5 separate regions of the Mus musculus genome follow, and regions 1, 2, 3 and 5 are each linked to region 4. Evidence: chromatin contacts called from public HiChIP or PLAC-seq and promoter capture Hi-C data. All regions are on one chromosome and are shown on one strand. The core of a region is the stretch at or near the end of the contact, and the rest is flanking DNA. Distances in the headings are between cores, read along the strand shown.

Region 1 (2,700 bases), core at 190-2,689, 540 kb before region 4:
CTTACATTTTTAACTTGCTAGAAGCAAACGGGTGTGACATACTTCTAAGGGAGAAACTAGAGAAACTAGTGGGGTGGGCTTGGAAACTGAATATCGACAGTATTGCAATAATTAGTGCCAGGCTCCCCACCAACCCCATAAAAAAGCAACTCTCTAACCCCAATCCCAGCTTCTATTTCAGGAATGGCTACCATCACAAGAAGAGAGGCAGGCATATGGCTCTCCCCTTCTGGACATTCCTACAATGTAGGCTAGGCTGCTCTGGAAAATCCCATCTCTTCCTCCTACAGCTATATGACCTCGAGTTGTCATTTCAAATAAAGTATGCTTCCACTGATTTTTATGAACACAGACAAAAGCAGCTACAACCTTCCTTCCCCCAGCCCCCCAAAAATACCCTTGCGAACCAACTGTAGTTGCTATGTAGGGTTATTTGTTTCTAAGGCAACAGCTTATGTCTAAGTACTAATGGCCTGTCCTTTTGCCAGGCAACAAACAGCCTTGTGATGCAAGTGCACCTGTCTCAGCTACGCGTTACTATGGAGACACTCCAGTTACTATGGCTACCATCACGCTAATCGCCTAGCAAAGGCAGACATACAGCAGTCTTCTCATAGAGCCCAGCTGCTTCTCCCGTCTCTTGCCGGAGACTGATTGTCTAGGGTCTGTGATGGAACGCACAAGAACTTCATTAATGCCACGTTGGAAGGCTCACTCTGTGTGCCCTCCTGCAGAATAAACATCAGAACAGAAAAATCTGCAAGTGGACTGTAAAATTCCCCAGCCTTCTGACACCGGGCCATTCCCAATTAACATAAATGTCTACTCCACTGGCAGTTTCTCTTAACCAGTTAACAAAGGAAATGCTGCTACATGCCTTCTAGAACTTCTTGGTAGGGGACTGGAAAGATGGTTTAGTGATCTAAGAGCACCGGCTGCTCCTCCAGAGGATCCAGGTTCAATTCCTAGCACTGACACAGTGGCTCAAATCGCCTGTAATTCCAGTTCCAGGGGATGCAATGCCCTCTTCTGGCCTCCACAGTCACCAAGCATTCAAATGCTACACAGACATAAATGAAAGTGAAACAGCTGTACACTTAAATAAAGTAATTTTCAAACTTTCTTAGTGGGCCTGATGACAAGCACCGTGAAGAGCTAAGACTCCATCCACAGGTTGAAATCCGGCTCTTTGTTCTGTAAGGCCCTTTCTTCTAACTTAGCACTGACATGCTTTTTAAACTGTGACAATCTACCTAACACCCCTCCCATTGTATATTTGTAAAAATGCACTCATGACCTCAGTCTCATGACAGCCAGACACGTGAGGAGGGAAAGTGGCCATGGTTCTCAAGACAAACACTTAGTAACCACAACAAACCCATCACTCAGGAGCCTGTCGACATGGAAACCGGATGACAACAACCGAGCCTGCCTTCTTTCCACATCTCTAGAGGCAGGCCATGGGAAGGTGGAATCACCTGTGTGCCTCACCGCTCTTATTCCAACAAAGCGTGACCCGCAGAGATAGAAAAGCTGTCCACTTTCCTCTGTAACCGATTCTACCCAGGAAGACGCTATTTACCTACCAGGAGCCCTTCCGGAGCCACACCCGCTCAGTCGGAGCTACAGAAGCGGTAAGCTTCCCAGGAAATGCATAGCCAATGGATGTGCCTCCTCATCAGACTTAATTCTTTTTCCCATTAGTCTGTAGTTATTTTTAAAACATTCATACGGCCTACTAAATTAGTTTTAGAGACTGTCTCTGCTAAAATAACAAAATTCCAGGAGACTTTAAGAAAACAAAAACCCCCGATAGTGCGAGTCACTTACCTTTGATAAGCCTGAGGAGTAGGAGGTGGGTGGTAAGGTGTCTTTTTCAGAGCCTGAATTAGATTTTGTCTATACTCTGGGTCGATGCACCACAATGACCCTTTCCCAATACTCTGCAAAGAAAAATTAAAATGAAAACATATTAATACAGTACAGAGAATTTTGTGGTAGGCAAATACAGGGCTATATTGTAGTTATTCTCCAAAGTTTCCTGTTCATTTGCTAATGATTTCTCAGGCTGACAACAGGACACCATTAAATGCTCTCTGCTCCTCTTTGCCCCGAGTAGATGAGGTCAGATGAACATGTAGCTACCAGATTATGTTGATGCAATAACATGACTGTCAAATCTGAACTACCCCCAACCCAAAATCCCTTATTTCTCAGTATGAATCTGGAGGAATATTCAGACTCGTCCAGAAGTCTCTAACTTGGCTGACGTTCATGGGCGCTGAGAAGACCTTTCGAAGCTCCATCTCTGCTCTAAAAACCCCAGCTGTTTTAAACCACATTATCTTGGCACGATCTTACAAAAATGGAAACGTAATCCACTCATTGTTTTTGGTATCCCGTCCCCCTTGCTCACAAAAGAACATTTATGCTTGGAATGGAATTTATAATTACCTTCCCCTCAGAAACAAAAGACCTGGCAACAATAGCAAACCTAAGCCAGAATTCAAAGTATTTTTTATTTTTATGGGGGGGGGGTGTCCTTCAGTTCACAGCAATCTGCTCTTGTCTCTAGGAATCTTTAGAAGAGGTCACACTTTAAAAGTGTAAATTGGCTAAAACTGTTCCCTGGGGGGAAGGGGGCAGCTTTCCCTGAAGGCCACTTTTGGGCTGGCTGGAGGCAATTGGTCTGAGATCAGC
Region 2 (2,700 bases), core at 149-2,648, 620 kb before region 4:
CTTGAGCCTCTGGTGGGAAACCATGGAGCCAGTACAAACACCAACTCATCTGAATACCAAACATCGTTCCATAATTGAAATTATAAAGAAAGCTCTTGCCTTAAAAATACAAACACAGGTAAATTAGGAATCTCCGGGGCACACTGAAATGAGTCTCCCGAGAGTCTGAACTTCACCGATAGGCTCTCTTCACTAAAGCCTGCCAACGGTGGAAAGGAGCATTCTCCAATGCATCACCCACTGTCACCGTCTCTCCCTTTTCATGTGACAGAGTCCTCATGGCAGACAGCTCAGGTAAGCGTCTGAGGCAGAAGCTGTCGGTGAGGGAGGATCTGTTGACAAGCACCTACCATAGTCTGTGAGGGGGCCGCCGGGAGGCGGCATCAGGTACTTGAGGCCGCACACCTTCCACAGGCACCTACCTAGACAGATGCAGCTTTCTAGGAAAGAGACATCCTTTTCAGAATGTTTCATGTAGACATGGTCATGCTGCAAGGGGGATAATTGCTACACCACTCATTTGGAAGGCACTCAGCAAGCACCTATTATACACGGGGGACTCTGGCGACTGAGGGAGGAAAGGCTCATGGTCCCCGCTCAATCAGGAGACACAGGCACAAGCCAGCAAGGGACAATGCCAGAAAAGACACAGCAGTGTGCGAGATTCCAACAGGAATTTGGACATGCTCCTATTACAGCCAGTGGGCCAAAGCTGTATGCTTCTCCCTAGCTGGGGCTTCTGATGGTCTGAACATATTTTCATTGCTGGGAAAAAAAAAAATCAAAAAAAGGAAAAATAACTCCTGACACATGAATGTGATATGAAATTCAAATATTAACGCCCATGAATAAAGATTGTTTCTGAACTGAGTCATGACCGTTAGTGTTCATACCGACTTGGCTGAACCCCACCTCTGCCAGCAGAATGAAGCCATTGGATGACATGGAAAGCCACAACATTCGGCATGTTGCCCTTTCCCGAAAAGGCGCAAGAGAGCATGACTGAAGGTTGGGGTTTTGCTTCTGATAGTGGGATACAAATACGTATGAAACCATTAAACTCCAGCTTGCTGTGTGATAATTAGTGAGACAGCAGTTTGGAGAGAGCCCACAAAAACTGCTGCTTACAAAGGAGGTCACCCTTTGATGTCTCCATTTCACAGAGGAGAACCTGGACACAGACATCCAACTTTCCCTTCATGCCCTGAGGAGTGACCCAGTCAGAGAGAAACCCTAACGTTTCTGCCATTGTCATGCATGTGCCCGGCTCGGGCTGGAAGCATGCTATTAACTCTGAAATTCGAGAGGAAAGAGGAAGAATCTAGATGCAAAGTTCTGGGTTTACATTCAGTGCTTTCATCAAAAAGGGGAACAAAAGGGGAACAAACAGAACTCATGCACTGGAGCAAGCCTTTGTGTGTCCTCCCATGTCATGCCTCCCGCCTCCCAGGCGCTTCCTGTACCCACTGGTGAGCAGCTCACTGGTCCTGTGGGACAGTCTAGGCTATCTGGCTTAAGTCCCCAAATCCCTTCCTTTGCTGTGGTACTTCTCTGAGCCAACTCAGCCATCGGGTTCCCAACTTGTCAGTCTTGGGAAGCCAAGATTTCCAGTCTATGATGGCACGGAGACTGGACTATAATATTCATCCCCAAAGCACCTTGCTTTTACTTGAAACAGGGCTCGGTTAAATGTGTAAGAACATGACACTGCTTTAACTTGCCAAGAGGAACTTGAGCTTTATAGTTTACACAGAATGTGGGATGTATTTGGTCCACTATGATACAGGGTTGAGCCTTCAAATATAAAGAGTCCTCAGAGTTAATCAAGTACTTAAGGTATCACACTTTCTTTCCACATGATCACAATCAACTACCATCTCCTTTACTGAGTATTTCTTCATTTTTAACCTATTTCTTTTGTATCATATAATGCAACATGCTTCTTGGCAGCTATGTCCGCGTCCAAACAACACACAGGCCACTAATTCTCCAAAAGCTGCAGGAAACAAGAGATAATCATTACAAAGCATCCAGGACCTGGAAGCACTGTGAGGAAGGAAGAGGTTAAGTAGCGCCAACTGGGATAATAATTCAGTTAACCAGAGGTAAAACCATAGAGCCTAGAGCTTAAGAGGAACTCTCTTACTCTGACTTTGGGAAGCCTATCATGCTACCAGAGGCTCTGTGAAGATACCCAGATTCTAGGTGAAGCCTACATTTACCTAAGCCTCTGCTCTCCATTTCTCTGGGGGGATAAAAGGTAAGCAGAAATATGGCTGTATCAAAAGAATACAAGCCAGGCATGGTGGTGCATACCTACAATCTTAGCACAGAGGCAGGGGATCAGTTTAAGGCTTTCCCTATAACACATTGAGTTTAAGGCTACAGGAGACCCTGCCTCAAAAAAGCTGACTAACTAAAGAAAGATACAATACAAACTGAATTTGGCATTTGCGTGAGCTTTTAACTGGGGCAGAGAATACAGTACCATTTCCTCGGGTGGGTAGTTTTGAGGCACTGGGGTGACCAGGTTTACTTGGGGAGGTGGGGAACCTCTGTACAGCGATAAGAGGCAAGGTCAGGCAGAGGGTTATAAAGGCATGAAGCATCTGCAGCTTGGTCCCTGTGCTGATCTTGGGGACAGGGCCAGAGACTGCCTGAAGCCACTAGTTTAACTATAAATGGCTCCCTCCTTGTCAG
Region 3 (2,700 bases), core at 130-2,629, 640 kb after region 4:
GGTTTGGTTTTGTTAAGTTTTCATTTCCAGGCGCTATTTTCATAAAATCACAAACAACCACCAACCTTAAAGAGGCTATGAGATTTCCCTGTCCGTTTCTGGGTAGTTCGGGGTGAAGGTTGAAAAGAGTACACATGTCCTTCCTTGAATGAGCAGTGTCAGTCCTTCATTCATTCCCTCTGTGATTTGTCTGTCCCACGCCTGCTCAGACAGTCTTGGGAAGCCAGAGGTGAAGGAGGACAAAATCCTCTGCCCTCTCTGCCCAGGCTCCAAGTGCCTGCCTGTGGTTTTGGCGCGTACGAAAAGACAAGCAAATATTAACCATACTTGCTTCCAAAACAAATAAGGCCACGTGGAGTCTCGCTCTGGAATGTGATTTTGGCTGCAGTTTTGGTTTGATGGGTTGGAAGAACCAATTCAGCAAATGGGGTCATTGGCCAAGTCCAGCCGCCAGGTTTCCCAAGTCAGATCCTGGTTCCTGGGCGCACCAGGCCCCTCATCCAATCAGCTCCATTTCCCTCATTGTTAATACAGTCTCATCTTCCTGCCCAGTAACCTTCTCCCAGACTCCCTGACTCTGTTTCCCTTGTACTCTCCACCCTATCCTCTCTGGGTCTGCAGATTTGACACCCAACTGTCTTGACCTCAAGACACAAATCCCAACCTGCCAATGCCACCCCTGACACCCTCCAAGTCTGAGCTCCCTCCTGGGGCCCTTGATTACCATATGTTCACAACATCTCCATCACAGGACCCCTGAGCACACCACACACACTCTGGTGGTCCCCAGATGCCCACAGGTATGTCCCGGGGGGCTCCATACACACACAAACGCACACACACACACAAGCTCCAACTTCTTGGAAGCCCGGGGCTGGCCTCCGGTCTCTGGGGTCGGTGAACCTCTCCAGCCTGCACGTCAGGACTCCAAGGCTCCGACAGGCACAGCCCGCCCGCCCAGCCGCACGCCGCGTGACCGGAGGACCCCGCGTTCCCCAAGGGCCTGGCCCGCGCACACCGCGCGGCCTGCGCCTCGCCGCCCGGCCGCGCCCCTGCTCGCGCCCGGAGCCTCAGGCCTAGCCCCGGAGGCCGCGGCGGTCCCGCAAGCCCCGGTGCGTCCGCGCGTACCGTTGGCGATGAGCTTGGCCGACAGCTGCTTGACGAGCTCGGGGATCCGCTCCCATTGGCACTCGGAGCGGCAGCGCTCGATCTCCGTCTCCAGCCGCGAGCCCGCCTTCCTGGTCGCCATGGCCGCCCTGGCCGGCCCGGCGCGCGCCCGCAGGCCCCGCAGGCCCCGCCGCCGCCGGGCCCCGCGCCGCCTCCCGCTGCGGCCGCGGGCTCCGGCTCCGGCTCCCGGCTCGGCGGCGTAACGGGAACGCCGGCCGGGGAAGGGGCGGGGAGCGGGCGGCGGCGGGCGCGGCGGGGCCCCGGGCGCCGCGAGGAGCGGCCCCTGCCGGCCAGGGCCGGAGCCGCAGCGGGCCGGGGCGGAGGCCGGACAGCAATGAGGAGCGCGGGACGGTGCTCAGGAGCGAACCTGGAGCGGTGAGGGGTCAAGCCAGGGCAGCCACCCCGAGGATGCTCTGGGGCTCCAAAGGCCGGGGTTTCTAGTGCGAGAGGGCGTGAAGGGCGAGCCTGCCTCGGCTGGCCCTGCCATCGCAGGTTGCTTGTGCTGGCCTGCGCCCCTCCTCAGGCTCCCCTCTGCCCCAGGTAGCCTCCGTCCCCATCATGTGGCCAGAAGCAGTGGAGATTCATGCTCCTCCAGAACCTGCCCGAAGTTCCTTAAGTGTGTGTTGGAAGAAAGTGAGGGAGGACGTGTGTGTGTGTGTGTGTGTGTGTGTGTGTGTGTGTGTGTGTGTGTAGCTGCAAGCCCAGATGCCAGCTCCCTTGCCCTCTGAGGAGAATACCAACTCATAAGTGGCATTTCCAGGCCTTGACCTTGTAACTGAGAGCAGGGGCAGGTGTCTAAGCTGAACATTATTTCACTTGTGTAATTTATTCAGTAACTATAGAGTCAGAGGTCACCCACACAGAGCTAGGTAGTGTTTTAGGGCTGTGGAAACGGAACGAAGTGGGTACAACTTTGCTTCAAAGTGGGTATAAAGTTCATAGCCCATTCATGGAAATGAATTAATTAAGCAAAATAAAGTAGCAAATTAGGTTATGGGTTGGTTAAGGATGGTGTTGAAGTGATATTTGACAGTTTTAAAGATGAGAGTCGGGGGGATATGGGAGGTGGGGAGGGCAGATCATTACAGGCAGAGCAAAGGCCTCGGCTTTACTATATTTGGTGAGTTAGAAAAAGGCCAGAGTGGCTGGGGTGGAATGAAGGCAAGGAGCTGAGCAGATGATGTCAGGAGGGTGGGGGTTAGTCCATGCCCGGCCTTCTGGATCATTAGAAAGACTGTCTTTCTTCTTGGTGAGATAGGGAGCCTGCATGTTAGTCAGGCATGCAATGGCAAGGCCTGCAAGTATGGACATGACCAGTATTTGGGAAAGTTGGTCAGGGAATGTGGCTTCAGGGGCAGTGGGGGTGTTGGACTCTGCAATACTGCCTCTGAGGATGGAGCTGTCATCTGGGCAGTACCCTGTCACCAGGTTCATCCTCTTTGGGTGTGTCTCCTCCAGCTTTCCAAAGCTATCAAGTGCAGGCTTTTCTCTCATGCCCTGGGGATAAATGAAGACCAGACTCACAGGCCTTGG
Region 4 (2,700 bases), core at 196-2,695:
CTAAACCGCTGGAATAAACTGTACTCGAAAGCTCAGTCCTGGGATTGGGAAGGTGATGGGACGGATAGGAGGTCGAGGTGATTATCCGTGGACAGTGTGGTGGGCGGGGAAGTGATCAGAGTCCTGCAGCAATGCCAGAACCAAGAGGGGTGACAGAAGTGGCCCTGGTCAGGCTTAAGTCTGAACTCGGGTCGCGCTCCCACACCTACTTTCACCCATTTCCTGCGTTCTGAGGCGCTGGCTTCGCCTGCTCGGGGCCTTGCGCCTGCCTCTGACAAGAACATCGCCACCGACACGGAGACCAAGCCAGGCGTCTCCTCCGCTGCAGCGAGAACACAGACCAGCCACTGCGGCCTCGCCCACCACCGCTGGGACTCAACTTCGCCGCGCAACTCCAACGTCTCCTCCCATTGGTCAGTCTCCGAGCCACTGGCGTTGATTTCGTACTGTCATTGGTTAAAGGCGCTGTTTAACGATGGGGCGGGGCCTCAAGGCCCGCTCCCAGACCTTGGCCCCGCCCCTACTCGATTTTTCTTGTCTTAAGGGAGGTCTGGTACCTCTGGGCTCTCTTAACTCGTTTTGATTGCTTTCAGGCTCTCTCCCAAATTTACAATAAACTCTTTTTGATTATTCTGACCCGTGTCATTGCTAGATTTGGCAGGAGACACACGAAGAATGTGAAAAAAAAAGCACACAAACACAAATAATGAGTGAACACCAAGATTCATTTTTAAACTGCAAGTCTTTGGACGGCCTTCGCAGAGCAGCTACTATGTTTATTTTCGCCCTCTTGGTAACCCTGGCACGTAACACTGTGTCTAGGACAATTAAACGGAATGTCCCGTTTTTTTGAATGTTTACACAGAATTGATTATTCAACCCCCCGGAAGGCGATGCCTGACGTGAGGCTGACTTAAGGAACAGCACAAGAATCCCATACCAGACATCTTTATAGAAGATGAGGAATACCCTCTACCCTTCTGGCAAATCAGTGAGATTGACAAGAACATGACCGTTTCAAAGGAGAAACCTTCAAAGGAGGTTCTGAGTCTGATGGGAGCTCATTTAACTTTTTATCTAGCAGTCGATTTTAAAGTCTGAAGCAGCTGTCTTTTTCTACCGCTCACCCATCTCCCAGAGCACGCCGCTGTCTTAGCCTTGAGAGCCTGAAGCTGCCTAAAAGCATCCCCAGAATGGAGTCGTTGTTTGCAAATTAACCTCGAGAGAGAAGCTACCACAGCTTTCTGTTTCTCTCTTCTTTCAACAGGAAACTAGCAGAGAGTGAGGCGTTCATTCGGCTCTTTTCTGGTCCTCTTGGTCTCAGGCAAATGAGGCTGTCTTTAGGACCCAGTGGGGGGCTTCCGGAAGGGGAAGCGGCTGGCTAGCTAGGCGGCGGCGCCGGCGAGTTTGAACTGCGCGCATGCGCGGGCGCGCCGCGGGGCGGAGTCTCGGCGGCGGCGGCGGCGGCCTGGCGGGTCAGGTAGGTGTCTGCCGCTGCGGGCGCCGGCTCGGGGCGGGCTCTGGCGGCAGCGGCGGCGGTAACTCTGCGCCCGCCCTCCTCATGGCGGCGCGATGGCCGCTGCCATCAGATGTGGTAGTGGAAGGCCAGCAGGGCTCGGTGAGGACCGCGAGGAGAGCGGCGAGGCCGGGGTCCTTGGGCAGGGTTCCTCCGCTCTGAGTCCCGGGAGCCCCGGACCCTGCGCTCCTAACCCTTGGGACGCGCTGCAGAGCCGCTGGCCTTCGCTCCCTCCGTGGACCACGCTCCACACCAGGGACACCGCCGTGATATTGGGCTGTCTTGAGGTTGAAATGAGTCTGTACGCTTGGAATTGTGTCTGGGCAGAGCTGAGCGCTCGGGGAACGTTGGCAGCTTTACGATTTGCTTACTGTACCCCCAAATTACTGCTCCTTGACCATCGTCAGCACCCCACAGCCCAGCTCCTGCAGAAGCGTCCTTATCGCCACGTGTGCACAAAGTTGTGTTACATATGATCATTTTAAAAGACTAGACGGGCCAAGGCACTCTCACTGGGAGTCCCATTGTCTTTAGAATAAAATTCGGCTTTTAACTTGCCTTACTGTCCCCACCCCTTCTTTCTGGACCATTCCTGTGTTACAGTTAGAACCTAGCTACCTCCTCCTGGCCTTCAGCAGGTTGGATTCCATCTGTCTGGAATGTTTCTCGACTGCCTTTTAGCCCGCGGATTCCTTTCCCTCCCAGGTCTCATGCTATGCCACAAATGATTCCAAAGAAAAGTTATCCCTGTAAAATGTAGTGAGCATCTGTAGTCATCTTGACTTTTAGGCTTTTTATGTGTTAATGTGTGCCTTTCACCCTGAAATTAAACCTGTCTAGGATAGAAGCTTTATATTATTAACTCTTTATCCCCGACCTCAATTCTGCTTACTTCCCGGCTCAGAGGAAGGACCACCTTGGAAGAATCTGGTGCCTCTGTCTTAAATGTCTGAGGAGTAGTGTCTATATAGAAGAAATACTGAGTCTGCTCAGCCAACCGGGGAATAGTGGAAGCAAGGTTCTAAGCGGAGTGCCTTTTTTTTTTTCATCAGCTGTTGTGTGTGTGTGTGTTTGTACACACACCTATACAGGCAGTTTCCGACTGTCTTCCTCAGTTGCGCTCTGCCCTGTTCTAGTGAGTCAGAATCTCACAGAACCTGAAGATGGCGGCAGTTTTCTTTCTG
Region 5 (2,700 bases), core at 57-2,556, 600 kb before region 4:
CAGATGTTACCGTGAACATAACGAATGCTGTGCCTTTTAATTCTCACCAAGTTCATCAAGTTGGGACTCTTGCTTTTTGGACTGGGCAGGAAGCAGAGGCCTGCACCAGTCAGATGAGCTGCTTGAGGGCACATGGTTGGGGCGGCAGGGGCATGTCATCCCAGGGTTCCATTACCCACATCTGGAGAGCCTGCAACTTTCTTCTACAGGCTGCAAGGACCACTGAGAGTAACGATCTCTTTAAGGCCATTCCACTTAAGAACCTGGGCTACACACATGTGCACACAAATGTAGGCACACATCCCATTGTGTGCGTGATGGCACAGATATGAAAACCCTAAGGCCTGCCGCTTGGCAAGGGCTTAGGAAGGAAACCCACAGGGAGCAGAAAGAATGGATATAAACTTGGCTTCGGAAGCTTAGAGGGGGTAATTTTAAGTCCACTTCTGAAACCATCATTTGAACAGCTTGCTCAGAACACATCCTAAAAGCTTCATTATCCTTAAGTCTTTTGGTAATTTTACAAAAATATTTCTAGACCTCCACCCCAGCAGTTCCACAGAGCTTCAAGGGGAATGGCTTTTCCTTTCCAATTGTACTTAAAGCCAGGGCTCTTTGATAAGACACATGTTACTTATGGCAACAGGATCCAAAGCTGTTTCATCTCTACACTTCATAGTCTTGTTACGGGTATAATTTAATAGATTTCAGAAACATTCCTAAACGCTATGCAATCTAAAAGAAAACATTCCTATTGATGTATTTAGTCTAAAGTTACATCCATAAAAATGAACATCAAGTAAGATCAGTGCTCAGCAGTAGGGTTATTCTTTGTACTAACCTTCCAGTGGCTAATTCTAGGACTTTCTATTCTCCATCCAATCTTTAGCAATCATAAAGTGTATGTTGGGGGACTGGCTCCATAGGTAAAGCAATTCTCTGTGTAAGTGTGAGGACCTGAATTCAAACCCCAGGAGCTCAGTGCAGGCCCCTTACTGGAGCAGAAAAGCAGAGGCAGGAGGATGCCTGGCAGCTCCCAGGTCAGCTAGCCTGAAGTACTTAGGTGAAAAGACCCTGTCTCAAAAAAGGCAGACACATGTACGAAGACTGGAGGATGTCCTCTGCCCTCAACACTTGGACCACAGCACGGGCATACCTACAAGTATGTGCGGTGTGTGTACACACATAGACACACAAAGACACACACAGACAAAAGACAGACAGACACACAGACATACACACACAGAGGGGAAGTGGGGGAAACAGATGCCTTGCCTCTTGAGGAAGTCTCTGGTAAATGTTTTCAATTTCCTGTCCTCAGCCTTGCTGGCCATAACGTCTTACTCAGCAGTCTGCTCACAGGGCTGCTTTCTCAGAGGGCAATATGAGACTTCCATGAAGACAGTTATTAGAGACAGGGGTCTGGAGATTAGCTAAAGTTAGGGTCAAGCAGGGAAATGCAGACTATGGAACTGAAGGGGCCTTCGACTGTACAGCAGGCTACTGGCATGGGAAGTTTAGACAGCTGGGCTCACAGGTGTGGGGGGTGCGGCTCAGCTCTTGCCTGGCACACTCAAAGCCTTCAGTCTCCATCATATACCAACTGAACATGCTAACACAAGCCTGCAATCCCAGTACTTGAAAGGTAAATGGACATTGCAAGTCTTAGGTATACTACATACCTAAGACCCTTCATTCCAAAATAAATAAATAACCGGACCAGCAAAGATCAAAATGAACTAGCGGCCTCTTTGAAAGTCGTACTTCCTTGTTATTTTTTAATGAGCATAAAAGCATGTTCCAAAGCACACAGAGAAAGATTAGAGGAGCCCAGGAGCACCCCTCCAACTTCACCTCTGTAAACAGACCGGCACGCTGACAATTACTGAAGCTCCAGAAAAAGCTTTCCTCACTGCAGGACAAAAAGACAAACAATGCGGAGGAAGACTCAGAGTCTACCCCGGGCCAAGGAGAACAGAAGGCAGTGGGCATCTGAGGGCAAATGTGGAGAGGGGCTGCCCCCTCCCTGTAAGTGCTAAGGTTTTTTAGTGGGCACGCCTGGGGGCAGTAAGCAGATTTATGCAAGAGGTGAACGCCCTCCTTTGCACAGTGGACAAAAGAGTCAGCTTGCGGAAGGGATGAAAGATGCCAGAAAGCCCAGGGCGAGCTGCCACTTGTGAAAGGGACAGGCGGGCGGGGGAGGGTCTCAGAAAACCCAACAAAACCAGAGATGCGGGCCCTTGGAGTCAAGAACTCAGTGCCAAAGAGTGGTCCCTGAATCCTGCTAGGATCAGCAAAGAGATGCTGGCTGGGCTGACGTTCAGAGTGGAAACTGACAAGAATGCTCCTGGGAAGATTTTGTGGTGTTTCTCCATGAGTGTGTGGAAGAGCGAACCCTTTGGAGATAGACGAGATGAACAGGTGAATGCTGGTCCTGAGGAGTAGATTCACAGGAAAGGGCGTTGCCAAAAAATGAACACAGTGAGCCCCTCAGGGACGGTAGTGGTGGCGTGACAGTTAAGCACTGATTGCTCTTGCGGGTCACCTGGGTTTGGTTCCTGGCACCCAAATGGCTGCTCACAACCATTTGTAACTCCAGTTCCAGGGCACACCCTCTCCTGACGTCTGTGGGCTCTGCACCCATGTGGTACACAGATATACATGCAGGCAAAACAACCATACACCTAAGATTATAATAAT

Evidence for each region. Promoter capture Hi-C pulls out the DNA fragments that hold promoters and counts their contacts. HiChIP or PLAC-seq counts read pairs in DNA pulled down with a chosen protein or histone mark. Capture Hi-C pulls out chosen DNA fragments and counts their contacts.
Region 1: a promoter capture Hi-C map of second pharyngeal arch cranial neural crest shows a contact between it and region 4, with 9 times the contacts expected there. The contact joins the promoter of 3300002A11Rik here to the promoter of Tdp1 in region 4. A contact is called at or near these places in 16 of 39 promoter capture datasets (the 3T3-L1 cell line, 3T3-L1-derived adipocytes, the C10 cell line and 9 more), 2 of 484 Hi-C or Micro-C datasets (muscle stem cells and uterus), 14 of 115 datasets of contacts at active chromatin or transcription factors (astrocytes, bone marrow-derived macrophages, embryonic basal ganglia and 11 more) and 2 of 9 other capture datasets (adipose tissue and liver).
Region 2: a contact with region 4 is called in an H3K4me3 HiChIP or PLAC-seq map of bone marrow-derived macrophages, with 8 times the contacts expected there. The contact joins the enhancer-like site here to the promoter of Tdp1 in region 4. A contact is called at or near these places in 8 of 39 promoter capture datasets (3T3-L1-derived adipocytes, the C10 cell line, HPC-7-derived erythroid cells and 5 more), 1 of 484 Hi-C or Micro-C datasets (bone marrow-derived macrophages), 5 of 115 datasets of contacts at active chromatin or transcription factors (bone marrow-derived macrophages, embryonic basal ganglia, embryonic forebrain and 2 more) and 4 of 9 other capture datasets (adipose tissue, liver, macrophages and 1 more).
Region 3: a promoter capture Hi-C map of adipose tissue shows a contact between it and region 4. The contact joins the promoter of Ttc7b here to the promoter of Tdp1 in region 4. A contact is called at or near these places in 4 of 39 promoter capture datasets (the 3T3-L1 cell line, hippocampal neurons, liver and 1 more), 1 of 484 Hi-C or Micro-C datasets (CD4 T cells), 1 of 115 datasets of contacts at active chromatin or transcription factors (memory CD8 T cells) and 2 of 9 other capture datasets (adipose tissue and liver).
Region 5: an H3K4me3 HiChIP or PLAC-seq map of stem cell-derived neural progenitor cells shows a contact between it and region 4, with 4 times the contacts expected there. The contact joins the enhancer-like site here to the promoter of Tdp1 in region 4. A contact is called at or near these places in 3 of 39 promoter capture datasets (the 3T3-L1 cell line, embryonic stem cells and hippocampal neurons), 10 of 115 datasets of contacts at active chromatin or transcription factors (astrocytes, bone marrow-derived macrophages, cardiomyocytes and 7 more) and 3 of 9 other capture datasets (adipose tissue, embryonic stem cells and macrophages).

The regions. Positions count from the first base shown.
Region 1 is chr12:99,339,592-99,342,291 of GRCm38.p6, forward strand. 3300002A11Rik (RIKEN cDNA 3300002A11 gene) reads left to right here and starts at 1,440. Exons shown (of 3, transcript NR_166805.1): 1 at 1,440-1,634. Foxn3 (forkhead box N3) reads right to left here. Exons shown (of 6, transcript NM_183186.2): 3 at 1,831-1,943. RefSeq lists an enhancer at 1-1,680.
Region 2 is chr12:99,263,198-99,265,897 of GRCm38.p6, forward strand. The region is part of intron 4 of Foxn3 (forkhead box N3); the gene reads right to left. Among named protein-coding and RNA genes, the nearest start is that of Gm46371, 66 kb to the right of the region's middle. Within about 2 kb of position 1,399, at least 59 of the 459 cell types and tissues checked have an H3K27ac peak or open chromatin away from gene starts, as enhancers often do. A contact at or near this core is called in adipose tissue and bone marrow-derived macrophages, where this site is marked.
Region 3 is chr12:100,519,443-100,522,142 of GRCm38.p6, forward strand. It overlaps Ttc7b (tetratricopeptide repeat domain 7B), which reads right to left and starts at 1,380. Exons shown (of 20, transcript NM_001033213.1): 1 at 1,129-1,380. The coding sequence starts at 1,249.
Region 4 is chr12:99,883,073-99,885,772 of GRCm38.p6, forward strand. Tdp1 (tyrosyl-DNA phosphodiesterase 1) reads left to right here and starts at 1,446. Exons shown (of 16, transcript NM_028354.5): 1 at 1,446-1,480. It overlaps Efcab11 (EF-hand calcium binding domain 11), which reads right to left and starts at 370. Exons shown (of 6, transcript NM_030172.2): 1 at 210-370. The coding sequence starts at 284.
Region 5 is chr12:99,283,320-99,286,019 of GRCm38.p6, forward strand. The region is part of intron 4 of Foxn3 (forkhead box N3); the gene reads right to left. Among named protein-coding and RNA genes, the nearest start is that of Gm46371, 46 kb to the right of the region's middle. Within about 2 kb of position 1,307, at least 66 of the 459 cell types and tissues checked have an H3K27ac peak or open chromatin away from gene starts, as enhancers often do. A contact at or near this core is called in adipose tissue, bone marrow-derived macrophages, embryonic forebrain and 3 more, where this site is marked.